3 separate regions of the Mus musculus genome follow, and regions 1 and 3 are each linked to region 2. A link is a contact called in public HiChIP or PLAC-seq and promoter capture Hi-C data. All regions are on one chromosome and are shown on one strand. Each heading gives the region's core, a stretch centred on a gene start, on an enhancer-like site or on the middle of the called end of the contact. The rest is flanking DNA. Distances are from core to core; before and after follow the strand shown. Region 1 holds the start of Fam169a (family with sequence similarity 169, member A). Region 2 holds the start of Ankrd31 (ankyrin repeat domain 31). Region 3 holds the start of Poc5 (POC5 centriolar protein).

What was found. Promoter capture Hi-C pulls out the DNA fragments that hold promoters and counts their contacts. HiChIP or PLAC-seq counts read pairs in DNA pulled down with a chosen protein or histone mark.
Region 1: a contact with region 2 is called in an HNF4G HiChIP or PLAC-seq map of pancreatic cancer cells, with 17 times the contacts expected there. The contact joins the promoter of Fam169a here to the promoter of Ankrd31 in region 2. A contact is called at or near these places in 3 of 39 promoter capture datasets (the 3T3-L1 cell line, embryonic stem cells and hippocampal neurons), 30 of 484 Hi-C or Micro-C datasets (the AML12 cell line, the G1E-ER4 cell line, the HL-1 cell line and 15 more), 10 of 115 datasets of contacts at active chromatin or transcription factors (acute myeloid leukemia, astrocytes, bone marrow-derived dendritic cells and 6 more) and 2 of 9 other capture datasets (macrophages and pancreatic islet).
Region 3: a promoter capture Hi-C map of stem cell-derived epiblast-like cells shows a contact between it and region 2, with 3 times the contacts expected there. The contact joins the promoter of Poc5 here to the promoter of Ankrd31 in region 2. A contact is called at or near these places in 2 of 39 promoter capture datasets (embryonic stem cells and stem cell-derived epiblast-like cells) and 1 of 115 datasets of contacts at active chromatin or transcription factors (bone marrow-derived macrophages).

Annotation. Positions count from the first base shown.
Region 1 is chr13:97,070,243-97,072,942 of GRCm38.p6, forward strand. Fam169a (family with sequence similarity 169, member A) reads left to right here and starts at 1,401. Exons shown (of 13, transcript NM_001100458.1): 1 at 1,401-1,469.
Region 2 is chr13:96,746,878-96,749,577 of GRCm38.p6, forward strand. Ankrd31 (ankyrin repeat domain 31) reads left to right here and starts at 1,416. Exons shown (of 26, transcript NM_001370928.1): 1 at 1,416-1,490; 2 at 1,588-1,758. The coding sequence starts at 1,655.
Region 3 is chr13:96,386,884-96,389,583 of GRCm38.p6, forward strand. It overlaps Poc5 (POC5 centriolar protein), which reads left to right and starts at 1,411. Exons shown (of 13, transcript NM_026173.3): 1 at 1,411-1,648.

The DNA.
Region 1 (2,700 bases), core at 151-2,650, 320 kb after region 2:
TAAAATAATTTAAAGCCCAGCCACACTCTGGCTAGGTTTATAATAATAAGTCTTTACTGCAGCACCTGGGGGGGGGGATGCCAGAGCCGGAAAAACAAAAGTAATTTTACAAAGTGGCCACTGGGATTATCCTGGGGGCTCCTACTTGCAAACAGATCTAGAAATGATAATCCAGGAATTATATAACTTTACTCATTCATGATTAGCTATGGTTGGAATCCAACTATTCAAAATTCTTGCTTGGATATTAATTCATTGTTAAATTCCACTAAAAATAGTAAATGTATATAACTCAAGATTTCTAGTAATAATTTATTGTAAATAAACACAACAGATGTAAGGTTGATTGTGTGCAACTGGAGGTAAAAAAGAAAAAGCCTTTATATTTAAAAAAAAAAAGGGGGGGCTTAAATAGATCTATATGAAAAAGCATTCTTTGAAGTTACCAATTAGTGAATCTTTAAAAGGTCAGTGTTGTGATTAGTAATACTTCCCAGGAATAGGAGTAATTTTAAGCTTTTCTGAATAACTGAACCATAATGCCATTGCTATTAGATGAATTTCTCAGAATTTAAGGGCAAAAAAAAAAGTCTTAAAATCCAAAATTATTGCTGTGCATCTATATTTCTACTACCGCATATATTATTTAAAGAAAAAAGAATTATCATCCTTTAAATGCCAGTGAACTTATTTTTCTCGAGTACTTAGCAAAAGGCCCTGGATCCCGTAAGGGATGAAGTGAGGGAAGGGGGAGGAGAGGATGGCGCAGGCTCTCCGGGGTCAGATTAGCTTGTCACGTAGGAAAGGTCAGCGCAGGGCCGCGATGGTTCCTTATCTCAAGGCATAATCTGGGCTGTGGGGCTTGTGCAAATTCTTTTCTCCGGCGCGCTCCTGGGGGGCAGTGGGGTCTGGTGGTGTCCGGGGTCGGGTGGGGTGGGGTGGGGTGGGAAGCCGGCGTCCCCAGGTTTGCAGAGCATCATCTCCTTCCCCACCGGGAGGTCCGGAGGCCGCACCCACCCGGGCGATTTTTCCAGAGGCCCGAGGCGGGGATGCCGCGCAGGTCGACCTTAAAGGAGCCGGCTCGCTCAGCGCGAGGCCCCCGCGGCTTACTCGCTTCTATTCCCGGCTAAGCCAAGGTCACTCTTTAATACGGCCCGACCGAGCGGGCGTGCTGCGGGCGGCGACGGGCGAGCGAGCGGGCAGCGCGCACCTGCGGGCGAGCGGGCGGCCGCGGCCCCGAGGCGGGGCGGCTCCCGGCGAGGAGGCGCCGCGGCGCACGAGGCCGGCCGGCCGGCGGGGCGGGGGGATTCGCGGTGGGCGCGCCGCGGCGCTAGTGCGTCACGCCGGCGGAGGGACGGTGGGCTGCGGACGAGCCGCGCGTGCCGGGGTCGGCGGCGGCAACGGCGGCGGCGGGGAGCGGCCGCTCGGTCATTCGCGCTCCGCCTTCGGGCCCCCGCGGCGCGGCTGAGGTGAGTGCGCGGCGCGTGGCGTGCGAGGCCGAGCCGCGGGGCGGCCGCGGGCTTCCTCGGGTGGCGGCGACCCCAGGTGCGCCGGCCTCCATTTTGTGTGAGGGAATGTCGCGCTCGCCCTCCCGGGGTCGCGGCGGGGACGGCGGCTGCCGAGCCGCCCCCTCCCGTGTCCCCACCTGGGATCCTCCGGGTAGCGGGACCCGCGCGGCGTGGGGGTGGGGCTCGGGCTCGGCCGCGCAGCACCTCCCTCTCGGCTTGCTCGCCCGACCCGGACTAGGTATTGTATGGAGTCCTCGCTTCTCTTAGAATTCGGGTCACTGCTGTTCCGTCCCAGGGTTCTCAGCCGCCCATCACGCAGAGCTTGGAGAGAGAGAGAGGCCTGTGCCACCGGAGATGGGAGGATGGAGCGAGTCCGGGGTGGCTAGTGGCTCCGGGATCTGGGTCGTATTTTACTACGATTATTGTGCATGGGCAAGAATGACGGAATAGATGAATCCCTTCTGGGAATTTACGCGGCTATCTTATCAAAAGTAGACTCTAACGTAACCACCTGATGCCGGTCTCCCTTTCCCCTTCAGTCGGTCCTTTTAAAAACCCAAATTAAACCGCGGTTACGAGGATTTTGTAGGGAATTGGGAGGGAATTGGGAGACACGCAGCTAAAAGATCACCCAAAGGAAGAGTTTAAATGTAATTCTCTCAGAACTGTGAATGGCTCATTCCAAGATTCTTGAGTATATAGTAATTCTTGTTTAAATTTGTTTTGTAAATGGGCTCCATGCCTTGGGTATTTTATCATTGCATCACAGCAGGGATTAACATCTGGATCGCTGGTTGTTGCATAATACACACATGTGAGCCCTGGAGGAAAATCTTCTAATGGCTCTGGATTTGTTGTGCTTTAAATTTTATTTATTTATTTTCATAAAAGCACATTGTAGGACGTATGTATAGGTACATCTGTTCAAACCATGTCTTGTTCTATGAAGTAATTACAAGGATTATTAATAGTTAGTATGAAATAGATTTGGCTCAAGTATTTATTTACTTACTTTTAATCGTTGCTTCTTTAGAATAGAGGACGTGGTGAAAGGAACCTGAGGGGAGTTCACTAGTAATAAAACTTCAGTACAAATGATGGCAGTCATGCATAGAAATCGAGGGGCTGTCATAGTGGATTCATCTTTAAAATTTATGAGGAGGATCGGGTTGGTGAACCCAGATACAACCCC
Region 2 (2,700 bases), core at 166-2,665:
CATGATCTAGTAGTAAAGACGAAAGGTGGGACTGACGAGCCACTGTAAGGTGTGAAAAGGGCATCAGAAAACCTTAGCTCCACCCACTCCCTTGACAAACCACTCACACACACACACACACACACACACACACACACACACACACACACACGTAAAAATTCCAGGAAAAGAAAGAAACCCAGTCTTGTCCCGAGTCTTTAAGCCCTCAGGTGGCACATGGACGCTCTCTGTGATGTGTGTCTTGAACACTTGTGAGGCTTTACGGACATCACTGATTGTGCTCACACAGACTAAGACTTCAGACATGACCAGGCAATCATAGTCATTATTGGCCGAATTGTCTTCATGGGTTGTACAACTATAGTTTGAATTAAAAACCTTCAAATAAAGCGTGGCCCTGGGAGTGCATGCAGGCTTTTAATCCCAACTACGCAGAAGACTGAGGCAGGGGCATGTCAAATTCGAAGCCAGCCTGGGCTACAACGTACATGGAGGCCAGCCTAGGGAACTCTGTGACACCTTGACTTAGAAAGTCAAAAGGATGCTGGAGACAGTGCTGAGTGGTAGACACTTGTCTAGTGGGCCCCAAGGTTCACTCTCCAGAACCACACAAAACGCTCAGGTAGGTTGCGAAAGACACTTCAGAGGGTGGCTGTGGTGGCAAAGCACTCACTAAGCCTGACAGCCCAAGTTTGATCCCTGTGAAGAGGGAGGGAGGGGGGAAGGGAGAGAGGGAGGGAAGAGAGTAGCAACATTTTTAAAAGCCATCAAATGAATTAAAAAACAAAAACAAAAACCTAGATCTTCACTGAGAAAATAATCATTTTTGAGTGTTGCTAGGCACCACTACTATTCTAACATTTGATAAAGGGGAAAAGCATCTCTACTTCTTTTCCTACGTAATCTGTGTTTCAGAGTAATTTATAGTTGTGAGAGAATTATACAAAATGTGTATCTACTGGATTAGGGAACCGGAAAACCTTTGATAAACATTTCTTTTAGGGGAACACTTAGAGAAGTATTATCTAAGGGATTAAAAAGTAAGAAGGCACTTGGTGGACTGTAAAACCCTGTGAGTCTAAGATTACATTCTGGCTTCAGAATCTTCTGAAGCTGCGGCCTCTGGGATGTGCAGGATGGTATAGATAATCCAATCAGAAGTTATTAGCAAACTGCTGCAAAGCAGCTTTGGAGGTCCGACCCCATTCTGGTAGATCAGAATCTCAGAGCAGACCAGATTCATAAGGCGGCCTTTCTGGCCTTTACACATCCTGGTCAGTAGTGCCGGTGGATGGGGCAGGGGGGGCCTCAGGAGCTGGGGGCGGGGCGTGGGGGACCAGGGGCGGGGTTTCCTCGTGTTAGGGGCGGGGCTCGGGCTCCTGGTCCTGGTGGGGCTCTGGGGTTGCGCGCGCAGCACTGTGGTGTGCGGCTGCGCTCTGGTGGGGCGCGAGAGCAGGCGTGACCAAGCTTCGACGACCATGCTGCCTATTGTGTGTGGATTTTGGCGTCTTCGGCGCCCAGAGACGCCTTCCCTTTGTTAGTTATTGTTGTTGTTGTTTAATTCTCATTTCCCTCCTTTCCACGTAGCGTCCTTTCACTTGCCGATAAGAGGGAAGTAGAGGAAGAGTAATAACCCTTGAGTGAGGGGCTGAAAATGGAGAACGGTGCCGAGGCCTCAGACTGTGACAGTGATGAAACGGTGATCGAAGGGTCGGTGACAGAGAACGAACCGGAAGACGAGGAGCTTCCCTGGAGAAGGTGACTGCCATTAGGGCTTGAGCACTGAACTCTAGCACCGCTGGCGGTCTAGGCTTCCTGTCTAGGTTTTTGAGTGGAAATGGCCGCCGCTGGCTGGACCGGGCTTGTGAGTGAGAGAGCGTTTGAGGACAGCTTTGCTGAGTATTTACATATAGCAATGGCTGTCAGGCCGAGCCCAGCTAGAGACCGTATGGTGATGGTGGTCGTTTTATGGCATTTAAAATCCCCGTACGTCTCAAAATGAGTCTAAGTACTTTGGCGATGGACAAGGACCGCTTTGCCCAAACTTAAGCTTTGACCTAGGAAGTGGTTCACAGGATTTCTTATAAGAACTATATTGGGGAAACAGGTTTGTATCAAACTGGAAAAGTGTTATAAGAAAGAATGGGGCTGGAGAGATAGCTCAGTGGGTAAGATCACTGGTCTTCCAGAGGACCGAGTTTAATTCCCAGCACCCACATGGCAGCTCACAGCTGTCTGTAACTCCAGTTCCAGGGGAACTGACACACACTATCACACAGACACACATTCAGGCAAAACACCAATGCACATTAAAAAATGATAAATGAAATATTTTTAAAGAGAAAAGGTATTTCAGCTTATCAGAGCTCTATTTGAATGTATTCAGTGTTAGACACAGGGATTTTTTTTTAAAAGGTTGAAATAGTGTACTTCAGTCTTCTATGTGGTATTCAGGGATGTGGGTTTGGGAACTCAGAGGGACCCTTACCTCACACAGTAATGGGTCCTTGTCAGAGTTTGCTTCTGAGTGGAAGCTTGAAGGTGATGTAGGAGTCAGCCATGTGAAGAAAGAGTGGTGTTCTTGGATAAGGAAGTGGAGGGGTATAGATGGAGAGGTGGAACCACATTGAGTTATGGATTTTGGGATGTATAAGCAGTTAAATCTTTCAGAATTGTGAAATAGACGTGGAGTGATGAAAG
Region 3 (2,700 bases), core at 161-2,660, 360 kb before region 2:
AGTATAAAATTATTTCTAGTGGTAGTAATTTGTCTTTTAAAATAAGCTTAGGGGAGGAAATCAACACAGCTAATGCCAACAAAAATTTTTTGTGATCTTCTTCGTTATCATTCAAATATAAGAGCCAGTGAAATGGCTCAATGGGTAAAAGCACTTACCACCAAGCCTTATGACCTGCGTTCAACCCCCAAGTCAGGTCACACGTGGTGAAAATAGAGACTATTTCCCCTCACCACACACACACACACACACACACACACACACACACACACAGAGAGAGAGAGAGAGAGAGAGAGAGAGAGAGAGAGAGAGAGCATAACTTTTAAAAGATAATAAAAGTCTAACTCTTGACAAACAGAAGTAGGTGAGGCTGCAGCTGTGCCACTTCCGTATACAGAAAAAAGAAAGTGACATCATGTAGGTTACAAAAGGGGTGGGGGGGATCGAACAGATTATTCTTTTCTAGTCTGGGGTCCGAAATGTCTGTTTTAATATATTAACTCATTTTATCTCCCTAGACCGTATTATGTGGGTAGCATTACCGAAGGTGTTAATGAGTACTTACTAAAGCCAAGTTTTAAGTTGTAATTGTGTTCTGTCTTTTAAGGTCGCGATATTCCACCAAAAGTTTCTGTTTGCAGCTTACAGCAGTTAGGTCATCAGTAAAACTTAGGCTGGTTAGACTCAGTCATGTTGGTTTAAAGTAGCTGCCAAGGGCTACTTTGGGAATTATCTGTTGGGTCTGTGATAGTAAACAATTTTACAGTATTAAATTACGTTGCTATGGATTTAGAAGTGAATTACACTGGATTCTCCCTGTTTAGCCTTCTGTATTTTATTTTAGCTGAGATGTCACCAAAGTTAGGATCTATGTTTAAATTTTTGAATACCCCACACAGAATAAACCAAGGGAAATGCCCTGGAGTTGCAAGTCAAAAACAAACAAACAAGCAAACAAAAAACAAAAAACTTAGGCTGGCAGTTTGTTATACCCTCATCCTCATAATTACATTATTCGTTAAACTCCCTAACCCAAAACTAAAGAAATCAATAGAGGGCATCGGACATTTGTGTTTTTAAGAGAGCAGCTGCCGGGCCAGTGGCCTTGCGGCCTGTTATCTGTGCATGAAACGAAATCTCGAGGCTTTATGCCTATGTCATCCTCATTGTTGAAAATAAACAGCACTCAGCTTTCACAGATTTGCGAAGATAATTAAATTTGTCTGCAGTGCCGCCCCGTAGTAGTCCTCAGGCACAGAGCAGCACCGAGCATGCGCTCTGTTCTGGGAACTCTGGGCCGGCTTTTGCCTGTAAATCTCCTACTTCCGGCTTGTCCCGCGGAGATACCTTGGGCTCCGCCCACTTACCACGGACCAATCAAGTTTAAGATTGCTGAAGCTGTGGACCAATAGTTAGGGCTGTCTTTCATCAGGGCCCTCAGTTTGAAACTGTCAAGTGGCTGCTAGGGGAGCCGCTGTGCTTGCTTTGGTTGCGGCGGCGACGCCGTCTGTCGCAGCGAGTCAGGAGCCGAGGTTTCGCCGAGACGGTGGATCCCGGTGGCGGCGCCCAGGCCGGTTCCTCCCTGGCAGGATTGGGAGCATCGTCCCTGGAGGTGCCAGAAAGAGAAGACACAAGTGATGCGAACTAAGTAGGTCCTGTTCTTTAGGACGTGGGGACATAGCCAAACAGAACGTTGTTTTTTATTAAGAAAGAATTAGATTTAAATGGGGCCGGATTGGAGGATGGTGAAAGAAAACTTGGAAGGGCCTGGTGCTCGCCCTCTCTTTGCGTGCAGTTAAGACGGGAGAAGTCACCTTGCGGCCAGCTACACGTTGGTTCGTTCTCCGCCTCTTAGAGATTGCGTTTGAATTCCCCGAGTCCGCTTTTCAGTTAAGTTGTACCAGTAGCAAAGAGAAGCATTCAAAGTATCTTGTGGTTTCAGCTTAGGTTAAAGAGTGCCGAGAATGTAGTGGAATGGTGCGTGTCACCCTCTAAAGCACCATTCTTCTGAACCCAGAAACTGAAGAAATGCTACTGTTTTCGTCTCACGTTATTTCTCCTGCCTGTTTGCAAAGAGCAGGGATAAATGGCAGATAACGTATTTTCCAAAAGTCCGATCGCTTTCTGACCGCAATATGTTTTTAAGAAACAATTTTGGCGTCTGATCATACCAGCTCATTTGTTACTAAAATAATCCACAATTCCCAACTCTGGTTGCCTACCAGGTCTGCAAACAAGTCATAAGGGAAAATGTAATTAAAATTAAAACGGATCAAATTACCACAGTGGTTGATTTGAGACTAGTGAAGTGTTCATTCTTCGATGCAGATCCATGCCTATTTTATCTTCCCTGCATGGCTTAATGAAAGACAGTCACAGCTCAGACTTAGTTTACTTATCCTCTGGAACCATACCAATGCTGAATAAAAGAGAAATTCCCTTTGCACAATTCTGGCTGCACCCTGGCTTTCTATTCTGTGGTTTTCCCTGCATCTCTCCCTTCTTCTTCAGTGTCTTTATCTCAATTGTTTTCTTAGCAAACTATAATTGAGGCCTGCTCCAGGGGCAGCTGAAACTGTCACGGGTGTCAAGGCAGCCTCCTGATCTGCATGCTGGGGGCCTTCCTTGCCCCCTTCTGGCCAGTGACCCTCATACTGCTCTCCACACAATTCCGGTGTTCTGGCTGCCTCCCATCTTTCT